3 separate regions of the Sus scrofa genome follow, and all the other regions are linked to region 1. The links are chromatin contacts, called in public HiChIP or PLAC-seq maps. All regions are on one chromosome and are shown on one strand. The core of a region is the stretch at or near the end of the contact, and the rest is flanking DNA. Distances in the headings are between cores, read along the strand shown.

Region 1 (5,082 bases), core at 1,691-4,190:
GCCGTACCACTAGTTTCATATGTGTTTAATTTTGGATAGGTGGGGCTAAATCACAGAACCAGTTTTGTTTATTTATAACCGCCTTTAGATTCCCTCTTCCCTTCAAATCTCCCTTCTAAATCTGAGATAAGGTGCCAGCCTTCTCAGAAAAGAAGGGAAGGTCCAAAGGAAAATGAAGGCTGTCGACATAGCTCCCAGAAGGTGGGATCTGGATGTGCGAAAAAGCACACCAAAGAGGAAACTGAGATTACCAGTACGGTTTCCTCTTTATGCTTCAATTTTCTAAAATATGCCCAATGAACATGTATGTTTTAAAAGTTAGAATAAAATATGGTCTTTTGTAAAACAGAGAATTTTTTAAAAATCCTGCCAAAATCTCTCATCAAACAACTGAAAACTCTACTAAAAGAAGTCACAGAAGGAGCAGATTGAGTGGGGTGAAGGGACCTACTAAAGGAAGGTTACAGAAGGAGCAGGTTGAGTGGGGTGAAGGCAGAGCTCAGTGGCTTATGCAGATTATGTAGGAGCCTGGGGATGGGAGGTGGAAATATGGGCAAAGCAGGAGTGAGAAGTGGGCTTCTGACAAACCCCAAATTGTTTGGAAGAGTGAAACAAAAACCAGGAGACCAAAAAGACTTAGCTGACCAGTCCACAATGTTTGAAACTCTACGCTAGATACTGTAGGAAAGAAAGCAATGAATATAGCAGGGTCTCTACCTCCTATTGCATCTAAACATGAACTTGAGGAAATCGACTCTACAGCAAGTGTAGACTCCCTTTTGGAGGGAGGAAATCTTTTTAGATCACGATGCCAGGACTTCTCAAACTATTCCTTATGGATCATGTGCATGGGGGATAGCAGGGCTGATTATGAAAATGCAGACTCTCAGGCCTCTCCATCCCTGATGAATCAGCAGGTCTGGAGCCCAGAAGCAAGGGATCTGGCTTTTCATCAAGCCCTTGTGGTGATTCTTATGTACAATTTAAAATGTTAGTAACTCTCTTGTCAAACAACTGAAAACTTCAGTGGTAGCTGCCAAAGGAATTAAAATTACTTTCGACGGGGGTGGTGGGCATGGATGGTTTCAAGGAGCAGTATTTGAATGGAGGCTTTGGCTGGGTTTTCCTGACTGTGCCCAAGGGGAGGTCCAGTTCCAGGAGCGGGAAATGGGTGATCCAAGGCAACCAAGTTCATGGGGTGGGGTGGGGGGCCCATGACCGTGCTGGGGTTTATGGCAGACATGGGCTGCAGACCCATGAGGTGATGAGGTTCCAGTTCTGCAAGCTTTCCAGCCTCTCTTCCACACTTCACTGGGATGACAGGGCTGAGGAATTTCACCACAGAAAGCTGGTTTGGCTCTATGCTCATCTGTTCCCAGGCGAGCTAAATTCACCCGCTTTCTGCCTTCTGTCAAGTCAGCTGTTCTCTGAATTCAAGTAGAAGTATGAGAATTTCTGGCCACTCAGGGTGGCATTTTGCTATGGTCATTGCTTGAAGTAGCACAGGCGGCTCTATTTCCAAAGGGAAACCAGCCTACTCACCTCAGGCGGGGCAGGCAGGCAGGCAGCAGGCCAGGCCAGTGCTGGGCACACTGGGTGGCTTTGCCATCTCAGTGGCATCTGCAGGGAGTGAGGGGCAAGCAGCCGGTGATCAGATGTTCCTATACCACGGAAGTGCCCAGACCAACTATCGGGTCTGTGAGTGGGTTGGAACCTCCCTTTCTAAGCTACCTAGATGGTGTCAATCAACAACAATCATTTAATGACTGACCCTGCTGTTGAGTCAGCGCTGTCAGCCTCCACCCCTTTCTCGACTTCTGCTGATGCTGTTTGAAGCATCTAAGGGGTGAGAAGCTGGGGCCCGGCCTCATCAGCAGCAGCCCCACGATGAAAATTCCATCAAGGTCTCCTGTCTCCCTTCTGGCCTCGACCATCATGCTGTAGCCAAAAAATGTGAACTGGGCTAAGACACAGACAGGGTGCGAGGAACGTGGAGGGGCTGCCCAGATGTCCTTTCCAGAAAGGGGTGTGATCAGCAGATGCTTGTCAGCTGCTAGCCCCTCAGGGTCTGCCTCAGCTGCCTAGGCCATGTCCACAGCCAATGACGGATTATGGCAGGTGTATATAAGCCTAGCTATTTGGCCCAGGGCCCAGCAATTCACATGGGCCTCCCAGTCCTGCTTTCATGCCTTCCTTCCACAGGTGCTAATCCTAAGGCATTCCGCAATAAACACTGCAGCCTTCATTCCATTTCAGTCTGCTCTCCAGAGAACCCACATGCAGCCCGTGAGTTTGAATTTCAGCTGGACTAATTCGGAGCTCTGTGACCTTGGGGAAGCAAGAACTTCTTTTCTGTGAGACTTAATGTCCTGTTCTGCAAAATGAACACATAGTAACTTTTTTCATAGGATTGTTGCTGGTGCATTTACATATCTGGTGCAGAGTACTTGCTCATCAGTATTAGCTATTGTAATCTCAGGCAAGTTATGTAACTTTAGTGAGCCTTGGATCCGTTATCTAAAAATAAGAACAATATCGCTTACATCTCAGGATTTTTTTAAAAAATTGAAGTCTAGTTGATTTACCGTGTTGTTAGCTTCTGGTGTACAGCATAGTGCTTCAGTGTATCTCAGGATTTTGGTAAGGATCATATGACATACTCTGTGTGTGAGGTACTCAGTAGATATGCCCTTTCCCCTTATTTTTCCTTTATCATATCAATAGTACCTTTATAGAGTGAATTAAAAAAATAATTCTTTTTAATGTTATTTATTGCTTGCCCTTTATCAGAGTATAAAGTGCATTCATTCATATTCGGAGGAGGAAAATTGCATGTAGAGCAGAAGGGCGGGGCTCAGGTGGAGCCCTGGTTTTGTGGCTCTCTTCTCTTCCATTCCAGGTCAAAGGACAACTCCAGGCAGCACACCCTGCATGACTCAACATATTCTACACACTGCTCATATGACCTTCGTTTCCCCTTTTTCCTTGGTTCACTTTTATAATCCTTGTAATGATCTATTTCTGTGGATTATAGGATTTCTGTTTTATCTGGTAAATCTCTGAGAAGCAGGGAAGTATCTCTCTCTCTCTCTCTTTTTTTTTTAAAGGGTCTGGCTGGCTGTTCATTGGTTCTTGTACTAGTTAATAGTGACCAGCTCTTACAGCAATGCTGAGTTCTGCTGGATGCATTCAGAGCAGGAATTCCTGCTGACTTCACAAGGAATCTGAAAGCCAGATGGGGTCTTCTGAGCCCCCCCTTGTCCAACTCTGTCATCTCACCCATGAGGAATTTTTGTTTAGGTCAGCCTATTTTTAAATAATGTCATTTAAAATCTTATGTGGAATTTTTGTAGCCCCATCTTTATTACATCTTTCTTTTATAACTTCATAGTCTATTTTTTGTTTCTCGTTTAAAGCTTCGTCAGTTCTAGGAACACTGTCTTACACTGACACCTACTGGACAGGTGGGAAAATAGCTGATACCAAGAACACTACCGTTTGTTAGGACTAGAGACAGATAAATAGTGTCTTTCCCACTGCATTCATATTTATTTATTTATTTATGTATTTATGTATTTATTTATTTATTTTTGAGGGTGGTCTTTGCAGGGGCATACCTGCAGCATATGAAAATTCCCAGGCTAGTGGTCGAATCAGAGCTGCAGCTGCCAGCCTACGCCACAGACACAGCCACAGCAATGCCAAATCTGAGCCAAGTCTGTGACCCGTACCAAAGCTCTCACAGCAACGCCAGTTTCTTAACCCACTGAGTAGGGCCAGAACCCATGTCCTCATAGATACTAGTTGGGTTTGTTACCGCTGAACCACGGGGGGAACTCCCACATTCACTTTTAATAAGCCTCTTTCTTATAACTGTCCCGGTCATAAGCTTTCATTTCCCTCTTCTTCTACTAAACCTAATTGTCTATATTAGATTTTAGATTTCTGGGATGTGATGATTAGATCCAGTTAAGATGCTACAAGCCCATAGTATGTTTATGCAGTGCCATTCTTTAGATATATTTAATGTTTAATGAGGCACAATAATCCCACTCAGTAACTGTGATAATTCTGCAAGCACTGTAGCTCTGAAGCACTGACATGTCAGGTGGGCCCTGTGAAAGGTATGGAACCATTCTTAATCCTAGAGTCACCTGATGGTGGGGACTGCCAGAGGCCATCTCATCTGGATCAAAACCTCTCACCATTGGCAGTAAGAACTATCCAGGATGAAGGACATAAATTCTTTCCTTGACGATTTCTCCAGGGATCACAACCCCAGTGAGAATTCATTCAAACGCCTCACGGGACTTGGTTACAAAGCACCTCTTTCCTGCCTTTATATAAAGTTACTTTTGTTTGTCCTCCTAAGGTCTGGCAATGATTAATCAAATCCTACTCATAAAAACCTTCTGAAATGTACCAGTAGGCTATATCCTAATCACCTGCTTTCCCACCCTTTTTCACCATACTTTTCTTTAGTTAAGTAGTTGATTTTTTCTGAGTTCCCGCCGTGGCGCAGTGGTTAACGAATCCGACTAGGAACCATGAGGTTGCGGGTTCGGTCCCTGCCCTTGCTCAGTGGGTTAACGATCCGGCGTTGCCGTGAGCTGTGGTGTAGGTTGCAGACTTGGCTCGGATCCCGCGTTGCTGTGGCTCTGGCGTAGGCCGGTGGCTACAGCTCCGATTCAACCCCTGGCCTGGGAACCTCCATATGCCACGGGAGCGGCCCAAGAAATAGCAACAACAACAAAAAGACAAAAGACAAAAAAAAAGAAGTTGATTTTTTCAAGTATTCTAGTGGGTTCTGTACTTTTTTTCATGTGGTCGGTATATACAATCGAATATTATTCAGCTGCAAAAGAAGGACATCCTACTATTTAAGATGACAACATGGATAAACAGGTGTGGGGTAGGGGGCACAATTCTAAGGGAAATAAGCCAGACAGAGAGAGAGAGAGACAAATGCTGCATGGAATCACTTTTATATGGGATAAAAAAGAAGTCAAACTCATAGAAACAGAGTAGAATGGTGGTTGCCAGGAGCTGAGAGAGGGAGATACTGGTCAGAGGGTACAAACC
Region 2 (4,701 bases), core at 379-2,878, 580 kb after region 1:
ATGGCCCTTAAAAAAAAAAAAAAAAAAATGCCTCAGGAGTTCCCATGGTGGCTCAGTGGAAACAAATCCAACCAGTATCCATGAGGATGAGGGTTCCATCCCTGGCCTTGCTCAGTAAGCTAAGGATCCAGCATTGCCATGAGCTGTGGTATAGGTCACAGACTTGGCTTGGATCCTGTGTTGCTGTGGTATAGGCCAGTGGCTACAGCTCCTATTTGACCCCTAGCCTGGGAACTTCCATATGCTGTGGGTGTGGCCCTAAAAAGCTAAAAAAAAAAAAGAACCTCAAGCCCCATTAGCTCCTCACACAGGCCATCGACCCCTCTGTCCCCCAGGCCCAGGGCTAAGGTGCCACTAGACCTTCATTAAATTGGCACTGCCATAGATGCTATGCTTTGCTACCCAGACCCCCACTGAGCATGGCAGGGAACGCTAGCTAACAGCCCTCAGCAGCTGGCCCTCTCCAGACTGCCCCTTCCCAAGGCAGACTGCATCCAGTGACTGATGCCCTAAACTGGCAACATGCAGGCCAACCTTGCCCCAAACTCTCTATGGGGTAGCTGAGAACTCTGCAGCCTCTGTCCATCCCTCTGTCCAGTGGGGTTCTTACCCTTCCCCAAAAGGTGCCAACCAGTAGCTCTGCTAATAAACCTCCTGCACACCAATCACCCACCAGAGCCAGCCACCAGGAGCCAGGCTGCCACAGCTCCAAAATAAAGATGACAATGAGGAGGTTTGAGTTAACAGCCGTTTAGCGGATGGTTTACAGATGCCACATTAAATCGACACCATTAATTATTCCCTTTGGTATCCATGAACTAATAATAATCAGTAGGTTAAAAGTTCTCATTTTGTGTAAATTCCCAGCCTATGTGTAGTAGGGGCAGAGAAATCATAGCCAATGATAAATTAAATGCAGCACATACAGCCAAATAATTTCAAAGGCAAAATTATTAGTTTGAAAGTATGAAATTGTGAATATGTGACAGTTGGTCTTTAAAAATGGCAATTCCATATTGTGCATAGAATATCCTGTCAAAAATATTTAGCAGAAGATTATTATGAACTGGGCCTGTAGATGCCTTCTAATGGGTTGGCCTTCTCACAGGCAACATGCCAGGGGCTATGAAGATGCTAAAAATGGCCTTGCCCTCTTCGAAGTATAGATGCTACAAGCAGAACATAGAGAGGAAAATCAAGCTAACACCAAGATCTGAGGGCCAAGAAAGGAAAGTGACTCACAGATCTATGCATCACTATGACTCACGGTCTAGTATGAAGCACCCAAGGCTCTCGGGATTTCTTCCTCCTCGCAGGCTCCTGCTCTTCTCTCCATTTTCTCCTTTCCTCTTTCTACTCTCTCTCTCCTAGAGGCCTTCCTCACCTGCAGGAAAGCACCGCAGCCAGAACAGTCTATGGTTTCAGGGGAAGAAACAAATTTCTTGCTATTCTCTCTCCTTTTCATGAAAGGCTTTTTCATGGTAATACCAACATGTGAGTTTCCTGTGTTCATTATGCTTTCAGGCCCTTGTGACAGTTCCCCAAATCTCTACAAATAAGTGAGCTGATTCATGTCTCCAAAAATGCTTTGTCCCCACAACTACTGACGTATGGGAAGAGTCCCTGAGCTGAGTCTGTTCCTCAGACTATCTTGTTTACTGAGCTGATGTGACACATATGTAAGCACTTGGGCTTCTGATTTATACTTTCAACTCTGAAAGTCTAATGATTGGTGGAGAGAACTTGAAGCTCTTGCAGCGTGAGTTGCCAACCCCATGCTTACCCCAGCCTGGACCTGCTGTCTCTCTCTCACCCCATGTGGGGTGCCTGTGAGAGTTTGCTGAGCGTGGGAGGCACAGCCAGAGGCCCTCCAGGATCTAGTGGGGGCAGCCCGAGGTGGGGTGAGCCAGGCCAGGGGAACAGGAACAGTGTTCAGATGCTCAGGCCTGGTCCTTGAGAAACTAAAACACTCTAGGCAGAAGCATTCAACATGCAAAGCTATACCCCGTATCAGTAAATAGATGCACTCCTTTAAAAAATGAGTTTGCAAGGGCGACAGCAATGATTAGCAGGAAGTGGGGCCTCAAGAAGGACTTCCTATTCAGGAAGTTTTAATAGAAATCTTTTTTTCTTCTTAAATGTTAACGGGGTTTATTTTCTTATTATAAAAGCAATACATATTATTGGTAGAAAAATTAGGAAAATCATACACACATCATCCTAATCCCACAGTTATTCAGAGGTAACTGCTATAAATATTTATTTAATGTTGAATCATTACATTGTACACCTGATACTAAAGGAATGTTGTATGTTAATTATACTTCAATAAAAAATAAAATTTCTAAAAAAAAAACTCAGATAATTTTACTTGGATTCATCAGAAAAAAGCTGAAGTGAAACTAGAGGAGTGGCTGGAATTTGTATATCTATATATTTCTTCAAAACAAGACCTATTGGTTACTAAGAAATTCTTCAAAAAGATTATGAAAATATGAGGCACTGACATTAGTGTTAATGGCATGTTTTTAAGCATATACCTTTTTTTTTTTTGGTCTTTTTTTAGGGCCTCACTCACAGCAAATGGAGGTTCCCAGGCTAGGGGTTGAATGAGAGCTGCAGCTGCCAGCCTATGCCACAGCCACCGCAATGCAGGATCGGAGCCATGTCTGCATCCTACACCACAGCTCATGGCAACGCCAGATCCTCAGATCCTTAACCCACTGAGCAAGGCCAGGAATCAAACCCACAAACACATTTGTTTCCACTGCATCACGACAGGAACTCCAAGCATATACGTCTTAATGGCCATAAGTTTAAGCTTCCAGATGCTGAGTTTAAATGACTGTCTAATCAAAATTCAAAGTCACCATTACAATGTGAAAAACCCCAAACCCATATTTCCTTTTTTTTTTTTTGAGAAAGAATAAGGACAAAATTTATACCTAAGTTTACTCTCTGCATGATTCTTCAAAAAAATTATAAGGGAAAAGCTGAATATAAAGAAAAGTAGGGGAATTCCCGTCGTGGCGCAGTGGTTAACGAATACGACTAGGAACCATGAGGTTGCGGGTTCGGTCCCTGCCCTTGCTCAGTGGGTTAACCCATCCGGCGTTGCCGTGAGCTGTGGTGTAGGTTGCAGACGCGGCTCGGATCCCGCGTTGCTGGGGCTCTGGCGTAGGCCGGTGGCTACAGCTCCGATTCAACCCCTAGCCTGGGAACCTCCATATGGCACGGGAGCGGCCCAAGAAATAGCAACAACAACAACAACAAAAAGACAAAAGACCAAAAAAAAAAAAAAAAAAGTATGCTATAAAAATGGCAAACCTCTTTTACAAATTAAAAAAACTCATACTCAGCACAGGAAAATTCTTATACTGAGTATCCATTACAAGTTCAAACAGATTATAATTAATTCAGAGGATCCATCACGATTTCTCACATACCACCATCTGACTTGCTTTGTTTTCAGACCATGAGAGTGTTTCCCTTATTTCCCAGAATATCTAGTGGCCATTCTTTTTCTTGTTAGGGGGAAACATAAAAAGGCTTATGTCACCATCTCATGGATAGCAGGCTGTTGTGACACTTCTAGATCCTGATTTATATTGGTAGAAAAATTAGGAAAATCATGCACCAATCACAAGACTGTTGTGCTGTTACCCACATTCTTCCTGAAGACTGTTTCCATGGAGCCCTCTGACTTCCTGTTCTAACTTGGACTTGCTGCCGTTCAGGTGTGAGGAGCAAGTGTCATGGATCTAGGATGTCTTGACATTGTCGTCTTAGATAGGTTTCTTGGAGTGCCTGTTTTTCTCTTTCTTGGGTTCCTTTTCTGCTTGGCTCTGTACAGCGCTGAGCAACTCTTCTAGAAAAAGCATAGAGAAGACAATCTTTCAGAGTCCTTGCCTGCGCCTGGAGATATTTTTACACATAGCCTAGCCGGTATGTATTTATATGTTCAAATCACTTTCCTCGGAATCCAGGACTTGACACTCCCCTTTCTTTCATTGTCCAGTGTTGCTGGTTGGAGTCTTCTGATCCAGTGTGACTTTGGCCAGGCAATCTTGATGTTTTCTCTGTGTAAACCTTAAGGATATTCTTTTTATCCTTGCAGGGCAAAAATGTCACCAATATGTATCTGTCTGGGCTCCTTCAGTCTGAAGATCCAGGCACTTGTCTGTTTTGAGAAGGGTCACAACCTCTCTCTTTGCTCTCTTTCCATCTTCTGAGAATCCTACTGGAGGAACTGGAGGGTGGACTGCTTAGATCTTTTCCCAGTCTTTTTCCTTCTCTTTTGACTTTAGAGGGAAGATGATTTCTAATTTTCTCCCATTTTCAGATTTCTTTTTTTCAACTTTATCTTCCAGATTTCTAATTCAGTCCTTGGCTGCATCTGTTCTATTTTTTAGACTTTTGTGTAATTTTGAAAATAACTTTGGTAATCATTTTGCAAAGACTCCAATTTCAGGAATTCTCTGGTGGCTTAGCAGTTAAGGATCCAGCATCGTTACCACTGTGGCATGGGTCTGTTCTCCGGCCTGAGAACTTCCCCATGCTGTAGGCGCTGCCAAAAAAAAAAAAAAAAATTCGGGAGTTCCCATTGTGGCTCAGTGGTTAGCAAACCTGACTAGGATTCACGAGGACTCGGGTTCAATCCCTGGCCTTGCTCAGTGGGTTGAGGATCCAGCATTGCCTTGA
Region 3 (4,766 bases), core at 2,074-4,573, 800 kb before region 1:
CAGGTGCTTTTCACACCACCCTAGACACTTGAGGTCACTACTGTGCCTTGCTCAGCCTGCTGCCCTTTAACACCTTGCAGCCTGCCTCACTTTGCATGTTCATAAGCAAAGTACAGCATTTAATAGTGACATCATTCTGAGTTTGTCTGGGGGTTTTATTGAGAATCAGAACATGTAGAACAATTTCCTTTTGAATATGCCAAGTGAAAACATAAAGCCTTAACAAAAGCCCTTGGATATTACAGAGAATGAGAATTAAGGATACAACTGGTCATTTAAAGTGAAATTCACTTTACAAGGCATTAACACTTTTACATATGTTTTTTAAAGATTTTTGTTTATAATTTTATCTTGAAATAAAGAAACCAAAAATATTTTTACAAAATTTAGGTCACATTTACAACTAAGTGCAAATTCTAAGAAAAGCCAAAGAATGAATCAAGTGTTAATTAGGAGTTTTGGGGAGTAATTTTTTTTGACAAAATTCTATTAGCCCGCCACAGAATAACCTTCATCTTATGATTGACTTATTCAGCATCATCACAAAACCAGTCATTTTTGCATAACATGCATCAATTTCCCCAGGTGGCTTCATCAATTTCCCATGGTGCTTCTTAATCCTTTGCTTTAGGATCATCCTTTTGAGATGCCTATCCTGTTATAATGTTTTCAATTAACTAACTAACTGCTATTTCCTCACTTGCCCAAGATTTTGTGATTCAAGGAATTATCAAATTCACATACAAATTTCATGAAAACCTGAATCTTTTGTAAGGTTTGTAATCACAATCAATGTACAGCATCTGATACTATTTCCTGATATGAAACACCAAGGACACTGCCTTATAACAAAATTAAGTAAAAGAAAAGAAGCTGGTGTTAAGTGGCAGAAATATCTGAGCAGGAACTTTCTAAGTAGTCAGCTCATTAGTGAATATGTTCATGTTAAGATGACTTTTATTTTCTTGGGCAAACTTTTAATTTAGAGAACTGGGGTAATAAATACTCAGATACACACCTACCCATATTATATTTTCCTAACATAACATCCTCTGAACTGTGGAAGGTGCCTGACTGCCCATTTCAGTCTAAGCTCAAATGAGAAAAATCTTGCTATTGTGGCATGTCTGCTACTCCAAGACCAAGATCCCAGAGTTTTGATTCTATAAAATTTTCAAACACTAGAGTTCCATAGAGTCTGGTTCTAGGTCCTCTTCTCTTCTGTATTCCTGTTCCTGAAGTGATCTTATCCATCCCCATGCCTTAAAATAACAGCTATGCGGTACTAAATCCCCAACTTTCTCTCACCTCTACTTAACATCTTGTATGTCTCAATACACATCTGGTACTCTGTTTTCCAGTAATGGGCACTACCTAACTATTCAAAACAGAAACCAAGGCATGTCTCCTTTCTCTTACATACCTCCAAAGAAATCCACCAGTGCATGTTTTAGTTCTACCACTAAAAGATTTACTGCATCTGCCCACTCTTCTTTTCACTAAACCAAGCCTCCCTTTTGGTGTACTGCACTCACCCCCTAAGTTTTCTATTTTCTTTTCTTGCCTCCTTCTCTTACACCATTCTCCAGAGAACCTATTATGTTTTTACAAAGAGATTGTTACCCCTCTATTTCTGTTCAGTGGCTTCATACTGCACTTAAAATTCAAGTGTTTACCATGGACTTCAAAGTCTTTCACCATCTCACTCCTGCCTTCCTTTCCAATCTCGTCTTGGCGTTCCTTCCCTCTTGCTAACTAAGGTGCAGCTGATTGTTCTTTCCTACATTTTCCCACCTCAGAGTCTTACTTTCGGTAAATTCTTTCCACCTGATTTATTCCATGAGGGATTCTTCTCGTCCATCAGATTTCAGCTTACAAATGTTACTTTTCCAAAAAGATCTTTCCTGACTCTCCCTGGAGCTTCCTCCTAGTAGTCTTTACCATGGCACCCATTTATTTTCTTTAAAGCAATCATAATCTGTAAATATTTAAGTTTTGGGTTTTTTTTTTTAAAACTTATTATGTCTTTCCCAACAGTACCTAACCTCAAAAAGAACATAGACTCAGTGTATCTTGTTTACCATTCCATCTTCAGGCCTTGAAGAGTGTGTGTAAGATACACGTACAAAATTAAGTAGGTAGCTGATGACAGAGGACATCCCGACTAATAGTTAATACTGGAAAAAGCCTTCTCTAAGCCTAGATATAACCATACGGAGCAGTGTCTAACTCCAAAGGTACTCATTCAATATCCAAAAAACACAAGGAAGCAAAAGCCAAAAGACACACAACAAAGAGTGGAGCCATTCTTACTTGGAGAAAAGGATGAGAGTATCTTGATTTTAAGCTCAAGATTGATGGTTAAGGACCACAGCCGAAGAGCGGGGCACGCTTTTGGCTTAAGCAGAAAAGCTGCTCCCGGTATGATTCCGAAAACCATATCCGACTCCCTTCTCCCACCTCTAGTCCATGAAAGACCAAGCGGTGACCACCGCAGCACCCGCCCAAAGCTGACTGAGACAGCAGGAAGTCTCCAATCCACTCTCGCGCAACGACTCCCAGTTCAATGAGGCTTCCCCGACTCCGAGATTGGAATCTACCCGCCAGTCCCCATAACGTAGGGCACGGCACCCAGAATGAGGAAAAAAAGAGCCGGCGCTCTCTCCTCCCCGCGTGGCCTGCGCCGCCCGCTGTCCCAGCTCGGAGCTTAGCAGAAACAGAAAAGGAACGGCTGTTGCCGGCACTGAGGCTGTAGGTACCACACCGGAGGGTAGGCCGGGAAGTAGCAGGCCCTGGCCGGACACGGAAAAGGGTCTGTGAGATTTCTTTTTCCCCGCGACACCTCAGTGCTGTGGGGCGAGCGTAACCCCTCTATGCCGGCTGGGCGACCAGTCCCAGGCCGGCCAAGGGGGCATGGAACCGGGACCCCCACTGCCTCCGCCTCCTTACCAGTGTGATCCATGATTCGGCTCGCGGGGCACAGTGGGAGCGGAAGTCAACGGCGCCGGAGTCGCAGGGAGCGCGTGCGCGCTACCTTCCGGAGCCCGAGAGGCGGAAGTGCGACCAGCTCGCCCAGGCTGGGGCCCTTAAAGACGTCTTCCTCTCTCCTTGGCTAGCCGACTCCGGTGAGAGAGTCAGGCATAGTTCAGGCAGAGCGAGAGAGAAAGAGCGAGTACGCGAAAGGCTACACTGTCGAGACTGCTAAAGCTTCCTCTCATGTGCTTCAAGAGGGAGTAGCCTTTAACTGTGGAATGGAGACCGACCGGAACCTAGGAGGAGGGGAGCAGCAGTAGCCACAGAACTAAGCTCGCGGCAGGTAAAGCGGCCGCCCGCTCCGCAGAGCTTTGCCTTCTGGGATATGTAGTGCGCCGCGACACTGGAGCCGGCCGGGCCCACTGCGCAGGCTCGGCCGTTAGGCTGGCCCCACCCCGGCGGGCGGAGTAACGGTTTGGAATCCCCCTGAGTCCGCGAGCGGAGGTCTCCTCCCCCACGGCCAGGAAAACTGTAAACACGAGCTCTGCGCAAGGCGTTCTCCAGTGGGAGGATGCCCGGGGGAAGGTGGAGCTGTGTGAGGCTCTCAGCAAAGCAAGAAAGGCTCTATGCTTACTGTCTACATTTTGCTTTGTCGTGAAGAACTGCAGAGATCCACGCAGAGCTGACTTGAGTATCAGCCCTGATTCCCACCCATTTCTAACGCTTGATGAGCATTCATTTTCTAGGCAGAACGCTTGTGGGGCTAGGATCCCTCCGAACATCCCGCCTAAGGACTGGATGCAGGGCCAGCTGGAGGGCAGGTGCCATGCAGCCGCTTCTTGTTAGAGGAAAGCGGGGACTCAAGTGCATGGTGGAGCTGAGGGTGAGGAGAGCATGTTAGGGCTGGCCGTAGGGGAGAGGTGAAAGAGGAAAGGCTTAAATGAGGAAGAGATAGCAGCATGGGCAGTACCTAGTTCCAGTTCTTGGTCCCGGGGGTTCGTGGTTGCTGCCGCTTTCATCGTCCTCAGCTGAAACAAAAGGCAGGTGCCCAAGAGGGATTCCTGAGGGCCTTCAGTTGGGTCTCCACTTCCAGGCCCTGGCGCATCTGTGTTCACTCCCTTCTCCACCCTTTCACACTTGACGGTCTTGGATGAGTAGAAAGGAGTGCAATTAGTGGAAAACACAAGCTGGGAGTCCAGGGATTTGGGTTCTATTCTTGTTGTCTCTGGGTGACGACAGCATTACCTCGTGTTATTCAGGCTTTCAATGCCAGAGTTCCTAGATCAGAGATTATCGTATTGATCTTTTAGAGAAGTACTTTTGATCTCATGGAGACAGCAGTGAGTGATGGCTTGGAGCAAAATCTTTAATTCTCCGCTCAGGAATTGAACCTGGGCAGCCTGGATGAAAACCGGGAATCCCAGCCACTAGACTAGCAGAGGCTGAAAGCAGAATTGCCCTGATTCTTGCTCCTTGTTGAAAGCAGAGATTTTAAAGGTATAAAGTTTATTGTTGGAAACAGTACAACATGTGGGAGAGCACACAGAATTTTTTTTTTTTTTTTTTTTTTTTTAAGGCCACACTGGCAGCACATGGAAGTTCCCAGGCTGGGGTTGATTCAGAGCTATAGGTGCCAGACTACACCACAAACGCAGGATCCAAGCCTCATCTGTGACCTAGACTGCAGCTCAAGGCAACACCAGCTCCCCCACCCACTGAGCAAGGCCATGAATCCAACCCATATCCTCAAGGATACTAGTCAGGATTCGTTCTGCTGTGCCACAGTAGAAACT

What was found. HiChIP or PLAC-seq counts read pairs in DNA pulled down with a chosen protein or histone mark.
Region 2: a contact with region 1 is called in an H3K27ac HiChIP or PLAC-seq map of alveolar macrophages. The contact joins two enhancer-like sites. A contact is called at or near these places in 2 of 2 datasets of contacts at active chromatin or transcription factors (alveolar macrophages and skeletal muscle).
Region 3: an H3K27ac HiChIP or PLAC-seq map of alveolar macrophages shows a contact between it and region 1. The contact joins the promoter of CBLL1 here to the enhancer-like site in region 1. A contact is called at or near these places in 5 of 47 Hi-C or Micro-C datasets (alveolar macrophages, embryonic fibroblasts, fetal skeletal muscle and 2 more) and 2 of 2 datasets of contacts at active chromatin or transcription factors (alveolar macrophages and skeletal muscle).

What each region holds. Positions count from the first base shown.
Region 1 is chr9:106,655,284-106,660,365 of Sscrofa11.1, reverse strand. No RefSeq gene overlaps it. Among named protein-coding and RNA genes, the nearest start is that of PIK3CG, 47 kb to the left of the region's middle. Within about 2 kb of position 2,940, at least 24 of the 83 cell types and tissues checked have an H3K27ac peak or open chromatin away from gene starts, as enhancers often do. A contact at or near this core is called in alveolar macrophages and omental adipose tissue, where this site is marked.
Region 2 is chr9:106,075,303-106,080,003 of Sscrofa11.1, reverse strand. The region is part of intron 1 of LOC110255500 (a long non-coding RNA gene); the gene reads right to left. Among named protein-coding and RNA genes, the nearest start is that of NAMPT, 84 kb to the left of the region's middle. Within about 2 kb of position 1,628, at least 28 of the 83 cell types and tissues checked have an H3K27ac peak or open chromatin away from gene starts, as enhancers often do. A contact at or near this core is called in alveolar macrophages, where this site is marked.
Region 3 is chr9:107,454,818-107,459,583 of Sscrofa11.1, reverse strand. CBLL1 (E3 ubiquitin-protein ligase Hakai) reads right to left here and starts at 3,323. Exons shown (of 6, transcript XM_003357515.4): 1 at 2,950-3,323. The coding sequence starts at 2,962.